Regions from separate parts of the Callithrix jacchus genome. Here region 2 is linked to region 1. Evidence: chromatin contacts called from public Hi-C data. All regions are on one chromosome and are shown on one strand. The core of a region is the stretch at or near the end of the contact, and the rest is flanking DNA. Distances in the headings are between cores, read along the strand shown.

Evidence for each region. Hi-C and Micro-C count contacts between places; a contact is called where the count stands out from the background.
Region 2: a contact with region 1 is called in a Hi-C map of skeletal muscle, with 2.9 times the contacts expected there. The contact joins the enhancer-like site here to the promoter of INHBB in region 1. A contact is called at or near these places in 3 of 3 Hi-C or Micro-C datasets (induced pluripotent stem cells and skeletal muscle).

Annotation. Positions count from the first base shown.
Region 1 is chr6:104,923,654-104,929,398 of calJac240_pri, reverse strand. INHBB (inhibin subunit beta B) reads right to left here and starts at 3,503. Exons shown (of 2, transcript XM_035305104.3): 1 at 3,009-3,503; 2 at 1-544. The coding sequence starts at 3,456.
Region 2 is chr6:105,014,416-105,020,193 of calJac240_pri, reverse strand. No RefSeq gene overlaps it. Among named protein-coding and RNA genes, the nearest start is that of INHBB, 91 kb to the right of the region's middle. Within about 2 kb of position 2,518, at least 8 of the 16 cell types and tissues checked have an H3K27ac peak or open chromatin away from gene starts, as enhancers often do.

The DNA.
Region 1 (5,745 bases), core at 2,254-4,753:
TAGTTCCCATAGTAGCCGGTGGGTGCGATGATCCAGTCATTCCAGCCGATGAGGCGGAAGTCAATGAAGAACTGTTGCCTGCAACAGAGGTTGGTCCGGCCATCGCACTCCAGGCCTCGCTTTCGAATGCGGTGCCTGCTGTCGCCCAGCCGAGCCTGCACTACCACAAAGGGCCTGTGTGACTCTTCCCCTGGGTCCACGAACACCGGCACCACGGCCAGCTCCTGGCAGCTGTCACACTGCACGTCCAGGTTGAGTCGCCGCTCGCCCCGTTCAAACAAGGCCTGGATGGCCTCTGTGAGTGGGAAGGTGTGCCAGCCGCTGCGCTTGAGGTCCACCCTCTTCTCCACCACGTTCCACCTGTCACCGTGGCCCTGCTCCTGGAAGTACACTTTGACCCGAACCTTCCGCCGGCTGCCCTTCTCCAGGACGTAGGGCAGGAGTTTCAGGTAAAGCCACAGGCTGGCCTGGACCACAAACAGGTTCTGGTTGCCTTCATTGGAGATGAAGAAGTACAGGCGGACCCGCGAGGAAGCGAGGCCATCTGCAGAAAAGGGGAAGAGCAGGCCAAGTTAACTCAAGGAGAACACGAGGCTATGGGGGAAACACACTCTCTGCTGCAGGATGCTGGAATGCAACTCGCCACACAGCTGGAAAACGTTATTAACCAGAAATACCGTTCTTGGGGCCAGGGCCTCTGACTGTAACCTGGGAGAGGCAGAGAAAATTGTTTCCCATTGAGAAACCCGGACCAGGTTGGGGCTGGAGGGTCCAGGCCTATAAAATCCTGCCTCACCTCTCCCAGGCCAGGGCTCCCTGGAGACAGGCTGTCAGGCCTCAAAGAACAACAGAAGAACTTGTCAGGGGGCCAAGATCTTAACAAGTTGTTATGGGTATCTGTGAAATCTGAAAAACAAAACCAGGATCGCAGGGGTGGGTGGTTTTAGTAGGGCTTTTTTTTTTTTTTTTTTTTTGGTTAACTTAATGCATTGCAAAATCAAGCTGAGCCACCTACCGCCTCTTTCCAGTGTTTACCTAAGTACGATCTGATCCAACCCCCAGTGGAACCTCCATTGCAAACAAGCAGCTCTACTCAGGTTTCTGACACAGGGACGTGTGCTTTGCAGGCTGCAGAGCCTGGCCCTTGTTTCCGAGTAGTTCCAAGGGACAGGACATTCAGCCTTGAAACTTGAGGTCCAATCCTTTGACAAGACTCTGGCTCCCCGTTAATGGCACGTTCAAAATCTCCAAGGAATAGGGGAGCTGGCTTGTTAATTTTCTCAATAATCCAGCTTAACAAGAAGAAAGCTGTGCCAATCAAGAGATGCCTCCCCTCTCATCCTACTTTTCCATGACCCTTCCCTCTGACAATCTACGTTTTTCTTTTCTTTTTTTATTTTTTCCACGAAGAACAAATAACGAAACTCTGTGGCCAGGGCTGGTTTTATCAAACCTCCCACCATGCCCCTCCCAAGCCCCCATCTCAGGCCTCGCCTGGCTCCTCTAATAACACTGACATCTGACTTTGAAATGGGGGAAACTGCGGCCTTAAAAGCTGGTCTTGGACGAGCTGCCTGTGACCTGAATCTGTTATTTATAAGTCAAAGAGCTGGCTCCGTGAAACGGACCAGAAATATAACAGCCCCCGCTGTCATTTTGTGCCACCGGGACCAAAAGGCCTCCTCGACCTTCCAGAATCACATTTCTAACTCTGGGCCCCAAAGCACCTTTTAATCCGAGCCCTCTAATTGCATGGCGAGCTTTCCCTGACTCACTTTAGTGGACAGCTAAAACGGCAATGCATTTCTTTCTAAGCACAAACCAGCCCCGATTGTCTCTGCTTTTCTCCACACCCGGCCATGCAAAACTTTTCATCCCTTTTCATCCCCAGGCTGCCTGCTGCCTGGGGGTGTGGGGGGGGGGCATCTGCAGCTAGGGGCACAACTGCTCCCCCACCCAGGCTCCCCGCTTGCCCCCGCCCTGACTGCACCGGGGCTTCCCCCTCTGCGACCTTCTCCGCAGTCCCCTCAGCACAAATGGGGCCGAGCTCCAGGCACAAAAGCCAGCCTGGCTCATTCAAGTCCTGAAAAGGACAGCGGAGTCGAAAGCACTTGCAGCATTTTGGCGCGGGCACATTTTTCTCCTTCTTTTAAAGTTCCGAAAGATTTTTCTCTCTCTGATTTTTATATTTAGACAGTGTTAGGGATTTGCAATCTGGGGCCTTAGGGTGGGTGGGGGGATTCCAGAAAGGAGCCAACCCCTTTGTTAACTACGACTCTGTGCCTCTCGGGCGAGGGGTCTGCTGCAGCTGCCAGGCTAGCCGAAAGGCACCCGGCTGTCCCCGAGCCGCGGCTTTCTCTGTGTAAATGATGGACCTGTTGAGAAGCCTGCCTTCCGCCCGATTCCGGTGCCCACACAATCGGAAGAGAGGTTGCCTAGCTCTCCCCAGCGAGGCTTCAGCAATCCTGGCAAGCCCACGCCGCCGGTGATGGAAGCGGCCCCAGGGGCCTCTCACGCAGGCACACACACACATACACACAGACACACACACACACACTCTCTCTCTCTCCCTCTCTCTCTCTCTCCTCCGGCCCACGTATATCAACAAGCACACACATCTTCATCCACACTGCTAAGCCTACACTTCGATCGTGGGAAACAAAAACATTAAGCAATCACCAAGCAAGTGCCCGCAGAGCCAGGGCCGCGCGCATCTGCCGGGAGGGGGACGCGCGCCCAGAGGCGCTGGGGCCGGATTCCGGAGAGCTGGGGTGGAGGGCAAGGCGCTCGGCGGCGGGGGTTGAGGCAGCAGGCAGGGGTCTGCGGCCTGGGGGAAGATGACTGCAACCGGGGCGGAGCGCACAGGGCCACCGCCGAAGGAGTCCTGCCGAGAGTCCGGGCTGCCCCCAGGGCGCGCGGGCTGCGGCGGCGCGGCAGCCAGAGCTGGCAAGGAGAGGGAGAGCGGGAGCGAGCGGGGACCGCGGCAGATAGCCGAGGGCCGGACCCACCTGTCTCCGCGAAGCTGATGATTTCGGAAACGCGCTCCTGGCCGTCGGCGCCCGGGCTGGCGTGGCCGTCGAGGTGCGGGATCTCCACGCGGCCGTCCTCGCGCACCTTGCCCGCGTGCAGCTTGCGCAGGGCCGTGACCATGGCGGCCTTGGGCACGGCGTGCGTGATGTTGGGCCGGCCCCGCATCTGCAGGCGGCTCAAGATATGCCGCTTCACCGCCTCCAGGAAGTCGCCGTCCACTCGGCCGAGCTCCTCAGGCCGCCGGAAGCCGCCACACGACGTACAGGTGTCCTGCGAGCCGCCAGGGGCTGCGGGCGGCGGGGGTGGTGGCGGTGCGGCGGGCGACGGCGGGGGCGTGGGTGAGCCCCAGGCCTCAGGCCCCAGCCAGCCGCCCGCCAGCAGCAGAAGGCAGGCGGCCCCCAGCGCCCGACCGGGCAGCCCGTCCATGGTGCGCCGCTGGCGACGAGGGCGCCCGCCGCGAGGCGAACCGAGCCTAGCGCAGGGCCGGGCTCCGGGCTTCAGGCGCGCCGCCCCGCCCCGCCCCCGCCCGCGCCCGCCCGGGCCTCCGCCCGCCCGCCCTCCGGGAGGGCCGCCGCCGGCTCACTGGGGGAGGGGGCCGGCCGGGCCGCGGGGGTTCCCGCGCGGCGGGGAAGGGGCGCCGAGGGCCACTGGGGCCTGAGGGGCGCGGCGGGGGTCTCGGGTCACTGCCGCGCGGACGTCTCGGGGCGCCTCCGCATCTGCAGCCTTCTCCCCATCCTCTCCGCGTCGGGGGCCCCGCAGCCCCGGTTCGGGTGAAGCGAAAGCAGCAGGAGCGGCGGTTCAGCCGCGGGCCAGGGAAGGTGGGCGAAAGAGCGGGTCCACGCAACTTGGCCGAGACGGAAGCGAAGGCGCTGGAGCCCCCGGAGCTGAGCCGGGCGCGGCTTGGCGCGGTGCTGCGGCGGGCGCTGCGGCGGGGCCCCGCGCTCGCACCTGAGCGCTTCGCCCTCACTGCCTCGCGCCGAGAAGGGCCTCCAGTGGCGGCGACGGGCAGGTCGTCCTCACCGCGGGCCGGTGGGCAGCGGCTTGGAGCGAGCGCGGTGACCAGGAGCGCCGGCCGCGCGAGCCCGCTCACAGGCGGCGCCAAGCCCTCGGCCGCGGGCCCTGCAGTCCTCCCGGCGCGTCACACGGCAAAGTTGTCTCCAGGCTCCCTGGGCGCCGCATCCACGAGCGGGCGGCCGCAGCGCGCTTCGCCGGGGCCTCTGCGCCTCCCGCCTCCTCGCCGCCTCCCTCCCTCCCTCCTCCTGCTCGCGCAGCCCGGCCGGGCGCGGGGCGCCGGGCGAGGAAGACAGGCGGGAAGCAGGGCCCTTCTCGCCCCTGTCTCTTCTGCCTGCCGCGGCGGCGGCGGCGAGGTAGGCTCGAGCGCCGAAAAGTCTCACAGGGTCCCCGGGTGAGGTGCCCTCGCTCGCGCTCGCACTGGCACCCGCTGCAGGGCCGGGAGAGAGCTGGCGGGCGGCGGCAGCCGTGGCGTCCCCGCGCCTGGCCGCGGCACGGAGTGCGGAGCTCGCCGAGGACGAGTTCTTCTCTTTGCCCTCTCTTCTTTTACTCTCCCCGTTTTTTCTCCCAAGGGGGAAAAAAGCCGCACAATCTCCGTATGTGCGCGCGCGTTGAGATAGACGTTGGCAGAAAAAGGGGGGGAGGGAGGGTGTCGTCCTGCCCGCTCGGGCTTCCCGGGGTGGGGGAAGGAGGGGGAGGCGGAATCTGTTCAGGTTGGGGCTGCCCGCCCCCCGCGCTCACCCTAGCTTCCCACCGCTTTTTTCCTTTCTGCCTTCGAGAGAAGGAGGGGCGAGCCGGCCCTCTTCCCTCCCTTTCCTTCCCCTCCCCTCCCACCCCCCTCAATGCCGGGCTACTTTTGCTACCTCGAAACTTTCCCACCACGTGGGCGCCCCGGACCCTTGCCCAGCTGGGCGGCGGGCGGCACCGACGGGCTCCAAGAGCAGGACCCGGGCGCTCCTCCCGGTCCGCCGCCCCCTCCCCGAGGCCACGCAGGCCCTGCCCCTGTCCCAGCCGCCGCCCTCCCCAACCAGCAGAGGCGACTCCCGCCCCCGTGGCCGCCCCGGCCCTCCCGGGGCGCTCCCTCGCGGCCGAGCTTGGCGAGGCGAGCGGGGTGCGGCGAGGCCTGGGACGCTAGAGGCAGACCCCGCCGGCGGCTGCCGCTCCCGGGCTACAGCGCCCTTACCCAGCGCCCCCGGCCGCCGTCCCATTGGCCGAGGCCTGGGACCCGCGGGCTGGAAAGCCGGGAGGCAGCAGCCACTGGAGGCCTGGCCAGCAGCTGCCTCTGCTGGGCCGGGAGGAACGCCCGGATTGTGCGGGGTTCCGGGCCCGCGGCCCGGAGGCCACTGAGCTTCAGAGCTTGCAGGGCTGGCAGGATCTCCAGTTCTCCACCCCCACCCCCACTTTCGCCAGCTGTGGAATCCCCACTTTCGCCAGCTGACAAACTTTGGCCTCACGCAAACCTGGGTTCCACTCGGGCTCAGGCACTGCCAGCTTTGCAGGAGCGACCTTGGGTAGAGTCCTCACCTTTCCTAGTCTCTACCTCATCTTCTGTGAAGGGACATTAACACCTGTATCACACGGGCTGGGTGGGAGGCCCAGCGAGTCAACTGGGCCAGGCTCTTCACAGAACCCGATAAAGGATAGTTCTAAGACCACCGTTCTCAAGCCAACAGACAAGGAACGCTGTCAGTGGAAACCTGACTT
Region 2 (5,778 bases), core at 1,269-3,768, 92 kb before region 1:
GCTGGCAGGCCCAGCAAGGCTGTGGCCTGGGATGAGGTGGTCCCCCACAGCGGAGGCCTCCCTGGAAATTGACAGCTAGAGCTATATGCTGGCCTTACTCCCTGCAGCCAAGCAAGGCCTTCCCTGGCAGGGGGCATGGGGGCAGCTCTTGGTGGCACATATCAGGTCCACCACAGGCAGGAAAGGAAGATTTTTAAAACAACCTAGGGCCGGGTGCAGTGGCTCATGCCTATAATCCCAGCGGGCACCTAGGCAAGGCAGCTCAGCTCTGGCTAAAATGCAGATCTGACCATCTGACCTGCCCTGCTCAAGAGCTGACCAGAGTCCCCCACCCCTGTGCCCCTGTCCTGTCCATCCTTCAAGCTCAGGTCAGTTGTCACTCCTTGTGCCTGACACCTCTTGTTGAACACCATCTTCTCTCCTGGTGGTTACCCATTTGCTCTTGGTTTAGAGATGGCGGTGCCCACACTCCATCCCCACAAGAGACAGTGAGGTCCTCAAAGGAGAGACTGCCCAAGGCCCATCTGGTGCACCCTGACCCACGAGAAAGGATTTATGTACGTAGGTGGAGTGATTGTCACATAATTAATAACTGAGTCTATGAGTGAGTATGCCCAGAAATCAGTGAGTCAATCAATTAGTAATGAAAAGCTCTCTAAATGTGCAGCTTACATCGTGAATGAATGATGGGTTGGTTGAATAGGACACTGTTTAGATTCAGGGTTCTGAAACGGTATATGTTGTCTTTGGCAACAGCAAAATATTTTATTACTTAGACGATCAGGGATAATATTCAAAATATTTAACAAACAGTACATCATGGGCACTAACCACTCAGGATGAATGCCCCCATAGTCTGGGTCAGGCGGGGGTTGGTCTCCTATTAGGTCCCTTCAGTGCCAGATCCTGGGAGGCTGGGGGTGCGTCCCAGGATAGACAAGGCCAAGGGCAAAGGCAGCACTTGGGAAGCTCGCTCACAGCCCGTTATCAGCCTTGCGAGAGCGTCTCAGTGCGGCGAACCAAGGTCTGGTGGCGGATGCAGGCCTGCACGTGGGGTTTTCTGACCACATTCACAGCCGGCCCTAGGCTGAGCTTGACTGGCAGGAAGAGCTCATTCCATCCTCAGAGAGCACTATGAGGCTGGGACTACCGTTGTCCCACGTCACAGTGAGGCACAGGAGGTCACACAGCGAGTAAGTGGCAGAACCACGACCCGGCCCAGCCCTTCCCAGCGACTGCTGGGAAGCTTCTCCACGCAGCTTTTCTGCGCAGAGTGCGGCCATAGAAGCCCCGGCCTGAGGTTCACCTGCGCTCACTACCTGCGCAGGTGCTGGGCATGGCCGGCAGCGGGCGGGTCTTTCCGGGCCCGGGATTGGTGGAGGCTCCGGGGGACGAGGCGTGGCTGGAGAGTCCGCCCTCCCCAATCTCCTGCTCTCCCAAGCCTGCTGGTTCGCCCGCAAGCCGGTAAGGGAGAGAAGGTGGCAGTCAAGCATTCCCTCTGTCGCCGCGGCCGCGCGACGGACGGCGTGTTCTAGGCGCAGGGGCCTTTGGAAAGACTTGCGACTCTCCACTTGCCACAGACCAGCCGTGGGACTTCGGGCAAGATGTCACCTCTCGGAGCTAATTTTCCCCATCTACGAAATGGAATGACGACGACATGCAGGGCTTTTCAGGCCCGGTGCAGATTAAAGAAGCACCTATATGCAGGGACCCGGACATTTACTGTCACTCGTCTACATGGTTGGAAGCCCTGGGCAGTCAGGAAAGGCCGCAAGTGACAGGGGTCGGTGGACACTTGCGCCTCTTTGCCCCGGTGGGGGCGGGCAGCAGTGAGGAGCTTGGTTGGGTCCCGCGCCCCGGGCGCTGCGCTGCGCCCCAGCCTCCTGCCGCCTCCCCCAGCCCTCCGAGCTCCTCCGAAGGCAGAATCATTTCTCCTTCCTTTTCGCTTTTAATCACAAAATAATTTTGGTGCCCAGAAGCCTTCCTCTAGGAGGAACATTTGTGCGGGATGATATCAGCCTAATTAAGCCTTCAGCTTCGGGGCCTGATTTCTTTCCCCCCAGATCCCGGCGCTCCCTGCCAAGCAGCCCTGGCCGGCCAGGCGGTCGGCTACCTGCACATGCCGGGTTCTGGAGCCTTCGGCGCCCGTGCGCCCCCCTGCCCCCGCGCCGTGATTGATATCTTGATTAGGCGCCAGGAGTTGGCGGACCAGGTGTTACCTCGGCGCGGGCTGGAGGCGGCGCGCTCTGCGAACCCGGCCCCGAAAGGCGCAGGCGTGTTCCGCCGCAGCAATGAGCCTTTGTTTGCCTTGGCAGCGCCGCGGCCTCCCTGGGGCCGGCCCCATAAAGGGTTTCTGTTCGGGCTGGAGGACTCATTGTCAAAAAATTGTCCCTCGAAAAATTAGCATGGTACAGTGGAGAAAGCGGAACGCCCGGCAAATGACAGCTGCTGGCCCCAGACAGGGGCCAGAAAGCGGAGTTTTGCGGGGTGCCCGCTCCCAGAGGCACCCCTCGCTCCAGGCCTGGAGAGGGACGGAGGGCTGGCAGAAGGGGCCGGCAGAGCAGGGGCAGGCAGGGGTCAGGTGAGGAGTGCAGCTGGAATTGGGGTTGATGGCTTACCTTCCCTAAAAGGTGAGACATCTCCCAGCGGCCAGGAGGCCAGGTCTTCGGTGTGGGGTGTTGGAGGGCTTCTGAGCCAGTGTCAGGCCGAGAGGGGCAGCTGGCCTGAAGAAGGGGGGTGAGGTGAGAGGGGGGAAGAAAGAGAGAGAGCGCGCCTAAAGGTTATGTGGTTAATTGAACATCAACAGCCACAGATACGATTATGCCCCTTTGTGTCTTTCTCCCAGTGTGTTGATGGAAAAGTAACTAGATTAAAAGCGCCGGGAGCTCGGGTTGGAGCGGCCGGGCAGTGGGGGAGAGCCCTTCTGAATGCCGACCCGGGGCTCCCGCAGTCCCAGCAAGGAGGGAAAACAGTCAATTAGAGAGGAGAGAAAAGATAGAGTGAGCTGTGACTTGGCATTTGCATAAAGGCTGGGGCCCCGAGGCTGCCACCCTTCGAGAGGGGGGCAAGGGTTCCCAGGAGAGAGGTTGGGGGTGTCATGGGGGTGAGGCACATGGTTACTGTTGAAAGTCTTCACCCAAAGCCCTGTGCACACACTGTACGAGAAGCAGAAGTAAGGGTGACTGGGTCTGTGTATGGCGAACGTTGACGTCTGCGCCTGCGTATTCTCATTTCCGTGAAGCTGGGGACATCCGCATTTCAAGTGGGTTGCACCTGTATAGCTTGTGTTGGCCTAACTCTCCATGTTGTGACCACGTGTGCAGATTTATGTAGGTGTGAAAGACAGAGAGGGGACTATTCCGTGGGGCCCCTCTGATGGGCCCTGCAGTATGACTGGGTCAGGGAGATGTGGACATACCAACTCCATCCCACCAGCACAGGCAGGCCAAGGCCTCAAGACTCCCTATGCCCTAAGGAGGCTGGACCTGGAACTAGCCCCCAGGCTCGCTGGGCATCTGAGCTGCCTGGAAAATCTTCCCAATCCTTCCAGTCCCCTGTTTCCATAAAGCCCCCTAAGCCTAGCCCCTGCCAAACAACCTCCTCCCTGAACAGGCAGATTTTAGGCTGAAAAGTTAGAGTCACACCAATCTGAGCTCCAGTGCCAGCTCCGGCTTCCTGACCTCACACACATGCCTGTGCTCTCAGAGTGACTGTCCCATCACAAAGAGACAATGCCATCCAAGTATAGGACTGTTTTAGGGTTTCAGTAAGATCCTGTACTGAAGTGGGAGGGAGTCTATACTATACCCCAGCTTGTCTGGGACTCCCAGGTTACGCCTGGGGCCCTGCATTACTATTCATATTCATAGTGCCCCTCACTCTCACACACGTCCCTCTTTGGATTACAAATTATGCTACTACCCCAAACATAAGTGGGGCTGCAATTTTCTTCTTCCCTCACCTTCTCCTTGCCTTCCCTCTCTGATTGTCTGATGCATGGCTCCACAGCATCCATCTGTGCCCTCCTGGAATGGAACTCCTGGAGCTCACTGATGTCCCTCACACCATGAGACTAGTTAATGCGCAACAGACATTCATAATGCGCAACAGACATTCAGTGGCTTGACCGCTGCCCAGGAACAGAGCTGCCTCAGGGACTCTGGGTGTGGCAGGCTGCCTCTACACGCTGAGTCCAGAGCAGGGCAGGACATAGGGAAGACAACCACTGAGAAACAACAGCGTAGAATCATGTTTCTGCATCCACTGTCCATCGGAATAGTTCTTTTTTTTTTTTTTTTTGAAGTGGAGTTTTGCTCGTTTCCTGGGCTGGAGTACAATGGCATGATCTTGGCTCACTGCATCCTCCCTCTCCCGGGTTCAAGTGATTCTCCTGCCTCAGCCTCCTGAGCAACTGGGATTACAGGCGCCTACCACCACGCCCCCGTTAGTTTTGTGTACTTTTAGTAGAGACAGGGTTTCTTCACATTGGCCAGGCTGGTCTCGAACTCCCGACCTCAGGCGATCTGCCCACCTCACCCTCCCAAAGTGCTGGGATTACAGGTGTGAGCTATCACTCCCCGCTGGAATCGTCTTTTGTGTGGATAAGGCCTTCTACCCCTATTGCAAAGTAACTCCCTACCTGTCCAGGCCTAAGACTTTTGTCTTTCCCTGACTACTGGGGATCCAGCCTCAGTCAACCTGTCACCATAAGGACAGCTATGATCCAGGTTGGTGACGGCCTCACTTAAGCACATCACTCACTTCACAACAGACCAGCAAACAGGCCCTCACTCATTTGGTGTAGCTCCTCCTGGTTAGGGACATTTACCACATAGACCAGGACCCTACATAAGTGACTCAAGAGGACAGCCTGGGTGCCTCGGAGCAGAGCTCCAAGCCTTTGTAGCCAGGATGCACTTCAAAGCTACCTCCCAGTGGGCTTCTCAAATATGGCTAATTCGGCATGCAAATTTATCTATACTCACTCCTGAGACACCCTGGCGTGAGAGTAAAGAGACATTTAAAGGTGAAAATCTACTAAGGCAAAGAGTATGATAGAGGAGCCATCAGCAAAATTTCAGAAGCTTGAATGCAGATGGGAGAGGGGTGATTTCTTTAGCTCTGTGGAGAAAGCTGAAACCGAGGTTTATAGAACAGGAAGTCCAAAAAACCGGCCAGAACCCCAAAAAGGCTCCTAAATTGGAGACATGTACAGAGATACAAAAATACTTTGCATATGAAGGATCAGGCAAAAGAGTAGCACTGGACAGCGGTTGCTTACAGACAGGGGAACACAATTTTGAAATTTTATATGCAGGCAAATTAATCAAGCATAAAGGTAGAGTAAAGTGTGGGTGGTAAAAGTTCTCAAAATCTCACTTCCCATATACTCTTTCTCAAGAAGCTACTGAAGGATGTGCGAGGCTTTGGAAAAGCTAGAAAGATGTAACAGAGGTTCAGAATCCTTAGTGAAGGAGAGGGCAAGACGGCTTCCTGGAGAAGGGGGCATTTGCAGTGGATCTCAAGGGATGGGTAGGGCGTCAATGAGGAGAGGTGGGGGATGGAGCAAGTAGAATTTCCAGGTAATGGGAACAGCATTGGCTGTGGTGTGGCGATAGGGGAGGAGGCTCAGGGCTAGCTTGCCTCCTGTTTGGTGGAAACAGGAAGAGATGCAGTTGGTTGAGGCCTGACCACAGCAGGCTTTGAATGGCAAGGAATCAGAACATAATTCCACAGGCCTGAAGAACCATGAAGAGGGGCCCTAGGGCTGGGAGATGA